Linked DNA regions of Ovis aries: region 2 is linked to region 1. A link is a contact called in public Hi-C data. All regions are on one chromosome and are shown on one strand. The core of a region is the stretch at or near the end of the contact, and the rest is flanking DNA. Distances in the headings are between cores, read along the strand shown.

Evidence for each region. A called contact is a pair of places that touch in the nucleus more often than the background predicts.
Region 2: a contact with region 1 is called in a Hi-C map of hypothalamus, with 1.9 times the contacts expected there. The contact joins the promoter of RGCC here to the enhancer-like site in region 1. A contact is called at or near these places in 2 of 16 Hi-C or Micro-C datasets (hypothalamus and tail adipose tissue).

Annotation. Positions count from the first base shown.
Region 1 is chr10:11,916,410-11,920,435 of ARS-UI_Ramb_v3.0, reverse strand. It overlaps NAA16 (N-alpha-acetyltransferase 16, NatA auxiliary subunit), which reads right to left. Exons shown (of 18, transcript XM_027973517.2): 11 at 3,956-4,026. Among named protein-coding and RNA genes, the nearest start is that of NAA16, 51 kb to the right of the region's middle. Within about 2 kb of position 2,000, at least 5 of the 54 cell types and tissues checked have an H3K27ac peak or open chromatin away from gene starts, as enhancers often do. A contact at or near this core is called in hypothalamus, where this site is marked.
Region 2 is chr10:11,981,227-11,985,252 of ARS-UI_Ramb_v3.0, reverse strand. RGCC (regulator of cell cycle) reads right to left here and starts at 1,677. Exons shown (of 4, transcript XM_060394033.1): 1 at 1,443-1,677; 2 at 746-931. The coding sequence starts at 1,491.

The sequences.
Region 1 (4,026 bases), core at 751-3,250:
CCACTTATCCTAGTGTGTCTGAGGCTTTCTCAGTTCTTGCGCTCAAAGCCCTGTGTCTCAGGAACCTGCTCAGGATGGCATATTCCTACTTAAGAACAACTAAATCATCTTAGGCTGACTTTCTTACCACTTCGTTTTGAAACGAACATGGACAAAGAAGTTGCAAAGACGGTACAGGGGTGTCCTATATCCCCTTCGCTCAGTGTCCCCACCAGGTTACATCCTGCAGTTAGCTGCCAACACAAACAGCTGAGATGGGCTTGATGTGTGTGAACAGTTCCATGTGACTTCACCATACGGAGGTCTCTCTAACTACAATGCAGGGGACACAAGCTCAGTTCCTGGGTGCGGAACTATTGGGTCCACGTGCCACAACTCTGAGAAGTGTGCACGCCTCAACAAAGATCTCGTGGGCGGCAACGCGGGCCTGACACAGCCATACACAAACAAACAAGTAAAAGAAGTAATAGCCAGACCAACCAGGGCAACGAGCAACTCTTAATTCCTTTATAGAAAATCTGTCGTTATAAAGTAAGTGCCAACTTGATAAAGATGAAGGCGCAATGGAAGATAAAGTGCGGGCTTCCTTGTGGCTCAGTGGAGAAGAATCCCCTTGCCAATGCAGGAGACATGGGTTCACTCCCTGATCCAAGATCCCATATGCTGTGGAGCAACTAAGCCTGTGCGCCCCAATTACTGCCCTTGTACTCTAGGGCCCTGGAACTGCAACTGCTGAAGCCTGTGCGCCCTGGAGTCTCTGCTCTGCAACAAGAGAGGCCACCACAATGAGAAGCCAGGTGCTACACCTAGAGAAAAAGTCCACACAGCACTGAAGACCCGGCACAGCCATAAATAAATAAAATTAATAATTAAAAAAAGATAAAGTTATGAATGTCCTATGGTTTTGATCTACTGGAAACCTTAGATCTTATCAAAAAGTTTTAGAAATATGCACTGCTCCTCTCAGATATAAATCTACATGCTAAAATAATGAGAAACTAATCACCTGAAAAAAAGGTGGGGGGGGAGCTCAATTCTTGAAAGAAAAAATAGTTAAAAATATTATTCTGAATACAAGTTTATAGCCAATAGTCTGAAGGTGGTCATTCTGTCTTATTTTTAATAAAGCTTAAGTTCTAAACATCGGATTGGGTTGGACTACATAATCACTACATGTAATCTTAAACCCTGTAAGGAAGGCAAGGAGGAGGCAGAAAAAGGACTACAGTGGACCATTCTAGAATTCTAACATTTCAAATCCAATTAGTAAGAGTGCAAAGCAGTACGTCCTAGGCAGAAACTGCCTTCAGTGAAAGAATTCTTGAAGGCAGAAGGACTCAAGTCCTTCTTGGAACTTAGTTCTCTATTCAATAACCTTCTATTTAGAAGGTCAACTGCAAAATTATATATATATATATACTGTATATATATATATATATATATATATTTTTTTTTTTTTGCCACACAACATGTAGATCTTAGTTCCCTGAATAGGGATTCAAACTGTGCCCCCACTGCATTGGCAAAGCACAGTCTTGACCACTGGACTGCCAGGGAAGTCCCCAAAGTTTTATTTTTGAATAAGGTGCTCGTTTCTTTACTAAAATATTTAAAACCCAGGCACAAAGGTAACTCAAATAGGTATCTGTTGTATCTTTTAATTATGTAATTACTCCTAAATCCTTACAATTGTTGTCATTAAGAATTTTCTTTTAGATGACATTAATGTTATTAGAAACTCATTTCAGAGAGCTCTCTGGCGGTCTGGAGATTAAGAATCAGCCTTCCAATGCAGGGGACCTGGGTTCCATCCCTGGTAAAGGCACTAAGACCCCACAGGCCTGGGGGCAACCACACCTGCTCAAGACAGGGAGAGCAGCCAGCGCTGGGACGACTGAGCCTGTGCACCACAGCCGCTGAAGCCCCGCTTCACAAGAGAAGCCCTCGCGCCAGAACTAGCGAAGCTCCTTCGGGCCGCGACAGAGACCAGCACAGCCAGCATGGGACAGAAGAGTTAATCATTTCAGAAGCATTCATCAGCAAACAATCGCCCTCTCTACTCTACACTAATGTTTCTCCTTTTAGCGTGAATTATCTCACTATAGAGACTAGCTTCTAAGCGTAATGCGAATAGGATCTTTTCTTCTGTCTCTGCCTCTGGCTGTATTTTTAAGGACCAACAGCAAACCCTAAAGATACTTAGTAACGTTTCCAACGATGATAATTACATAACATAACCAGAGGGTGATGATTTCTACCATCTCTGATAACCAGTGATCGTCTGTTAATTTTTTTTTTCCTTAAAAAATGCTTTCTACCAGTCAAAACACATTTTTTAAACTGGAAATACAGGTGACCCTTGAACAATACCATGTGGGCCCACTGATATGTGAGTTTTTTCCAACAGTAAATTCTACAGGACCACGTGATCATGGTTGGTTGCATCCATGGATACAGAAACAGGGATATGTTGGAACCACGTATACAAAGGACCAACTGTAAGTCACAGGGAGATTTTCAACTTCCCAGAGGGTTGGCATCCCACACTCACTTTGTTCCAGGGTCAACTGTAGTTATTCAAAACCACTAAAAACTCAGGAGAAAGCATAATCTAAATGAAACTTAGTAATGGAACAGCTGGTAATCACAGTCAACAATTTCTTAATAAAAAACATTAAAAAGAATAAAGTAGTCACTAATGCTAGGAGGAATGGGACTAGAGATGGAGAAGTTCCCAATGATCCCAAGGTGCTGAAATCTGACTTCCACAGAAAGTCTGATCAACTCCTAATTATAGTCGTGCTGGAACAACTAATATGTAAGTGCCAAGCTACAGCTCCTTGAGAATGTTCTGGGTAACAGAAATGCATCTTTCCTTAGTAACGAGCAGAATGCTTTTAAAGTGACGATCGTCTAGGATGTCAAAACAAGCTAGTGATCTATGGTTTGGTCACTGAAATCAGAGCCTGACTTAAACTTAGGATGCTTGGATATTGCCTGAATATTTCACATATCATCCAAAGGCTTTACAGTTTCCGAGGAGATGAGAAGGGTTTTCCCCAGCAATCAGCCATCAAGTTTAGGCTTAAAAAGCAAAGAACAAAGCAAAAGCTACACTACTTCTGAAAGGGCTCTAACGGAGTCTTAGTTCCAGTTCCCGACCAAAGCCACCCCCTAAGAGGCCCAGCCTTCCTTTGGGCAACTTCACAACTTTCATGTGGGGAAGAAGGCCAAAGTGGCTGCCAGGGTGCAGACCGCAGGCTCACCTGACTGCGCCAGCTCAGGACGGGGCTGCCGAGTGACCCCTGGCTGAAGGCTGCTGAGGCCTGCCTCGGGGGTGCATTGCGGCTCTTTTCCTCCCGTGGTCCATTTGGAAGGAGAGTGCTTCGGAGATGACAAAGAACAGGAAAACAAAAATTCACACACAAGGAAAAGAAAAGTCCCCCTTCCTAAGGCACATCGCACACAAGATCCTAGAAAGTCGTAACATAAGCCTGCAAGCCAGCCCCACGTTGGGTACAGAAGTGCAGGAGGTGAGAACACACACCCTGGGAAGACAAACTGGAGAGAGGCTGACTACAGAGCAGATCCTGACACAGAGCGGAGAGAGGTGGCCCTCGGCCTGTGCATCTTTCCAGGCTGGGGATGAAAATCAAGTAACGGCCCAATTAGGAAAGAGAAATTTTGAGTACATGTTAGTAATAGCAACAGTAACTTAACTAATCCTTCTCTTCTTGCTTCAGACAAAAATATGCAGACATGTCTACCTCATTACCACCTGAGGATCCAAAGAAAGGAATCATTTATTCACAATTTCTGAATGTTTGAAAGGCTAAAGATCGATAATTTTTTCACAGTGAAGTTTTCCAAAGTCGTTAGAAGAGGTAGATGAGCCCTTGTAGAAATCTACTTGCTTTTCTGGAGAAAAATGAAGCCCAAACTCTTGTTAACTTACCCTTTCGACTTCATGGCACTTTTTCAAAGCGTCCCCGTACCTTCCCAGGCGCTGGTAAGCGGAGATGCACT
Region 2 (4,026 bases), core at 428-2,927, 65 kb before region 1:
GCCAGACCCTGGGGGTGGTCTCCACCTTGAGAAAGTAAGCAGGAAGCAGCTCTGGGTCCATCTGCTCCCTACCGCCCCCGCCCCCGCCCCCGCCCCCGCCCCGGCCCTCTCCCACCCTCCCGCCCTCTTCCTCCCCACCCCCAGCCCCAGACTGGGTGGGGAGTCTGAGCCAGCAGTTCACGTCATGGACCTGCCTGAAGGATGAGGGACACTCTCTAAATACTCGGACTTAGCAGTGCTAGGATTCTTTCAAAACTGCGGACCGTGTAACAGCAAGTCCGGGGGGGTCAGGGCCAGGAGAAAGTGCAAGAAGTGTTTCAAACACCCCAAGAACGGGAGCTTAAGAAACCTTTCCTGGTTTCACCAATACATCCATCCTGCGCCCTCCCGGGGACCCTGGACCCCACGCCTGTGGCGCTGTCTCCACATCCTCTGAAGATGCCGCTGAGAGCGGCAAGGAGCGCGGAGAGGGCGCCCTGGGGAGGCCCTCCGGGTCCTGACACCTGCCGGCGGGCGGCGTGGGGCCCAGCCTGCCTTCCGGGGACCGCCCTCCGGGGTCTGGGCCCCGCCGGCCTCGCGGCCCCGGAGACTCCCGGAGCCCTGGAGACGGCGCTGGGCTTCGGGGCTCGCTCGGCGTCGGTTTTCCCGATGAGCGCGCGGAACCCCGCGCCCCGGGCGCTCCCCCGCGGGCCGGGCGCCCGCAGTGCCCGGGGCGCGGCAGCCCCCGAGGCGGCGCCACACTCACTCTCGGAGTCGCTGAGGCCGCTGCTGTCGCTGACGCTGGCGCTGCTGCGCCGCTTCATGCGCTCCAGGTGCTCCTCGTAGCGGAAGTGGCGCGCGTGGAAGGGCGACGCGAAGTCGGCCAGCACCGCATCGAACTCGCACAGCGCGGCCGTCAGGTCCCCCGCGTCCGCAGAGTCCAGGGCCGGGGCTGCGCAGGGGCGGAGGGCGCGGGTGAGGGCGGGCGCCGGGCCCCGGCCCCGGCCCGGGCCCGCCGCGCCCGCGGGGTACCCCAGGGTCGCCAGCCCACGGGGACTGCGCTCCGGCCGGGGTCGGGGGTGGCGGGCAGCCCGCGATCGCCGCCGGCCGCTGGCGGTTACCGGTCCCGACTCTCCACCGCCCCCTGAAGTGCGCGCTAGCATCGCGCCCATTTTACAGATAAAGAAACTGAGCCTCCAGCCCGGGGGAGTTGCAAGTCAAAGGTCACGCCGCCAAGCTCAAGGCCGAGCTCTTGCGGGTGGGGGACGGGTCCCCGCGCTCGCGGCCCCGGGGGCGGCGGGAGGACTGAGTCAGGGGGCGCCCGTGACGTGTCCCCCAGCCCGGCGGGGGCAGAGGGGAGGCAGGGGGAGGGACGGAGAGAGACCACGCGGGACCCTGCCTCCTTCCCCCAGCGCCCTGCAAGGCCCGGGTTCCAGGAGACCCACGCGGCCCTCGGCACTCACCTGCGGCCGCGGCGGCCGCGGGGCTGCCCTGCGCGGCGGGCGGCTTCATGGGGGGCTCCGCCGGCGCGGCGCTGGGGGGCCGCGATGCTGCGCGGTCTGGGCGCGCGGTCGCGCAGGCGGGCGTGCTGCTCGCGCCGTCCGCTCCCCGGGCGGCGTCCCGCTCAGCCCGGCGCCCCGCCCGGCAGTGCTCCAGCCGCGCCGCTGCCGGCACCGCGCGCCTGCCCTTCCCCGGGTCGCCGGCGCCCGAGCGCCCCGAGGTCTTATAGCCGCGGGCGGGGGCGGGCCGGGGCGGGGCCGCGGGAGCCGGGCCGCCGGGTGTGTCCCCGCCGCCGCGCCCCGGACGCCTCCGTCCCCACCCCGGGCCCCGGGCACCGCCCTCGCCACGCGCGCGCCGGGGCACCGCGGTGACGCCCCGTGGCCCGAGCCCGGGTTACAGCCCCAAATATTTACGCGCCGCTTCCCCCGCGCGCCCTGACGACGGGCCCCCGCGGACGTGGCTCTGGCGGCACCACCAGAATCCCCGAGACTTGCGGCTGCGCCTCGCTGCCGGTGCCCTGAAGCTCCTCCAGCCTCCGTTTCCTCGTCTGTGAAAGGGAAGTGCCTAGCCCTCCGGCTTTGATGCGAAGAATAAAGCAGCCAGGAGCCGCGGGAGACCCTGAGCCACGTGGGAGCCGCAGGGGTCCCTGCCGCGCGTTCCCTCGCCGTTGCTCCCAAGGCCCGTGAGGACTTCGGGTGCACGGAGTGCTGAGGGCAAGGGGGACAGACGTCGGTAGAGTCCGCGGTTTTACAGTTGTTCCCATCCCGGCGCCCGGGGCCTGACTACAGTCCTGGGTCTTCGTGGTAGGACTTTGTTCAGGGAAGAAATTACTACGTGGATGCAGCGCTAAGCCGGCGCCTCTCAGGGTCCACACTGAGCCAGCCCGCCCAGCCGCCTGGCAGGGGACCAGTCCTGACCCTAAATGACCTACGTGGTGCGCGGCCCCAAGGCGGTAGCCACTTGGCACAGGTGGCTTCTTAAATGTAAAGCAACTGAGCGTGTTAGTTGCTCAGTTGTGTCTGACTCTTTGAGACCCCCATGGACAGCAGCCCAACCGGCTCCTTTGTCCATGGGATCCTCCAGGCAAGAATACTGGGGTGGGTGGCTATGCCCTCTTCCAGGGGATCTTCCGCATCCAGGGGTCGAACCCAGGGCTCCTGCCGGGTCTTCTGCATTGCGGGCAGATTTTTTATCGCTGAGCCAACCAGGACAGCCCATAGGTAACTAAAATAGAGTAGAATAAGATGAACAATTCAGTACCCCAGTTGCTCGGGACACCTATCAGGTGCATAAGAGCCATCCTCACTCAAAGTCCTATTGGACGGTGCTGCCAGGGTGTCTGCCCGCAAACCAGCCTCGGAGGGAAGGGAGGTGTCTTACTCCAGTTGTCAAAGGCCTCCTTGGGCAGGTCTTGGCATGCACCGTTTTCAGGCCCGCAGCAGCCCTGAGAGGTAGAATTACTGCTTCTGTTTACACGTGAGGAAACTGAGGCACAGAGAGCTTAAGTAGCATGCTAGTCACCTGGTGATGGAAAGGCAGGTCTGTCTGGTTTCAGAGCTGCTCAGGGCTTCTAGCAAAGTGAGAATGGAGCAAACAGGAGGAAGAGGCTCCAGTTAAGGGTGCAATTAACCCAGGTTCTTGATGCAACAAGGCAAAGCATACACATCTTTTTTCTCCCTTTTGCCACTTTCATTACTCTTTAAAAATCTCTTTCCCTCTCTCATACTCTCTGACTTGCTGTGGTACCCACGGGGGGATGCCCCAGGATAAAGGAGCAGTCGCCCACCTGGGAGCTGAGGCAAAGAGGGCTGCCTTACAAATGCAGCAGCCCGCTCTTTCTTTGGCCTGGCTGGGAAGCAGGGCAGTGGACATCCCAGCCCAGCTCTTGCACAACGGCTCGGAGGTCAGGTCCTCTCAGCTGAAGAAACAGTTAAGCTAATCTTTAAAGAACCTTGTTGTTATTCAGTCGCTCAGTCATGTCCACTCTTTGTGACCCCACGGACTGCAGCACACCAGGCTTCCCTGTCCTTCGCTATCTCCCGGAGCTTGCTCAAACTCATGTCCCTTGAGTCGGTGATGCCATCCAACCATCTCATCCTCTGTCGTCCCCGTCTCCTCCTGCCATCAATCTTTCCCAGCATCAGGGTCTTTTCCAATGAGTTGGCTCTTCACATCAGGTGACCAAAGTACTGGAGCTTCAGCATCAGTCCTTCCGATCAATATTCAGGGTTGATTTCCTTTAGGATTGACTGGTTTGATTTCCTTGCAGTCCAAGAGCCTACAGAACACTTTTTAGTGGCTATGCCAATTTACTAAGACAGTGACAATGAGAATCACCTTACCTCTACCAGGAGAAGTTGGTTGGTTGGCTGGTACCTTCTGCACCCTACTGTAAGGGAACTCCCTCACCCAAGCTCTGGGGAGATGGATGGGCAGGGGTCTCAACTCAAAGTATCACCTCCTCTAGGATGGGGTCACTTCCTTTCTGGAGAACTACTGTTCCCTCTCTCTCCTAATTATAAATATAATCGCACTGTGTACCCACCA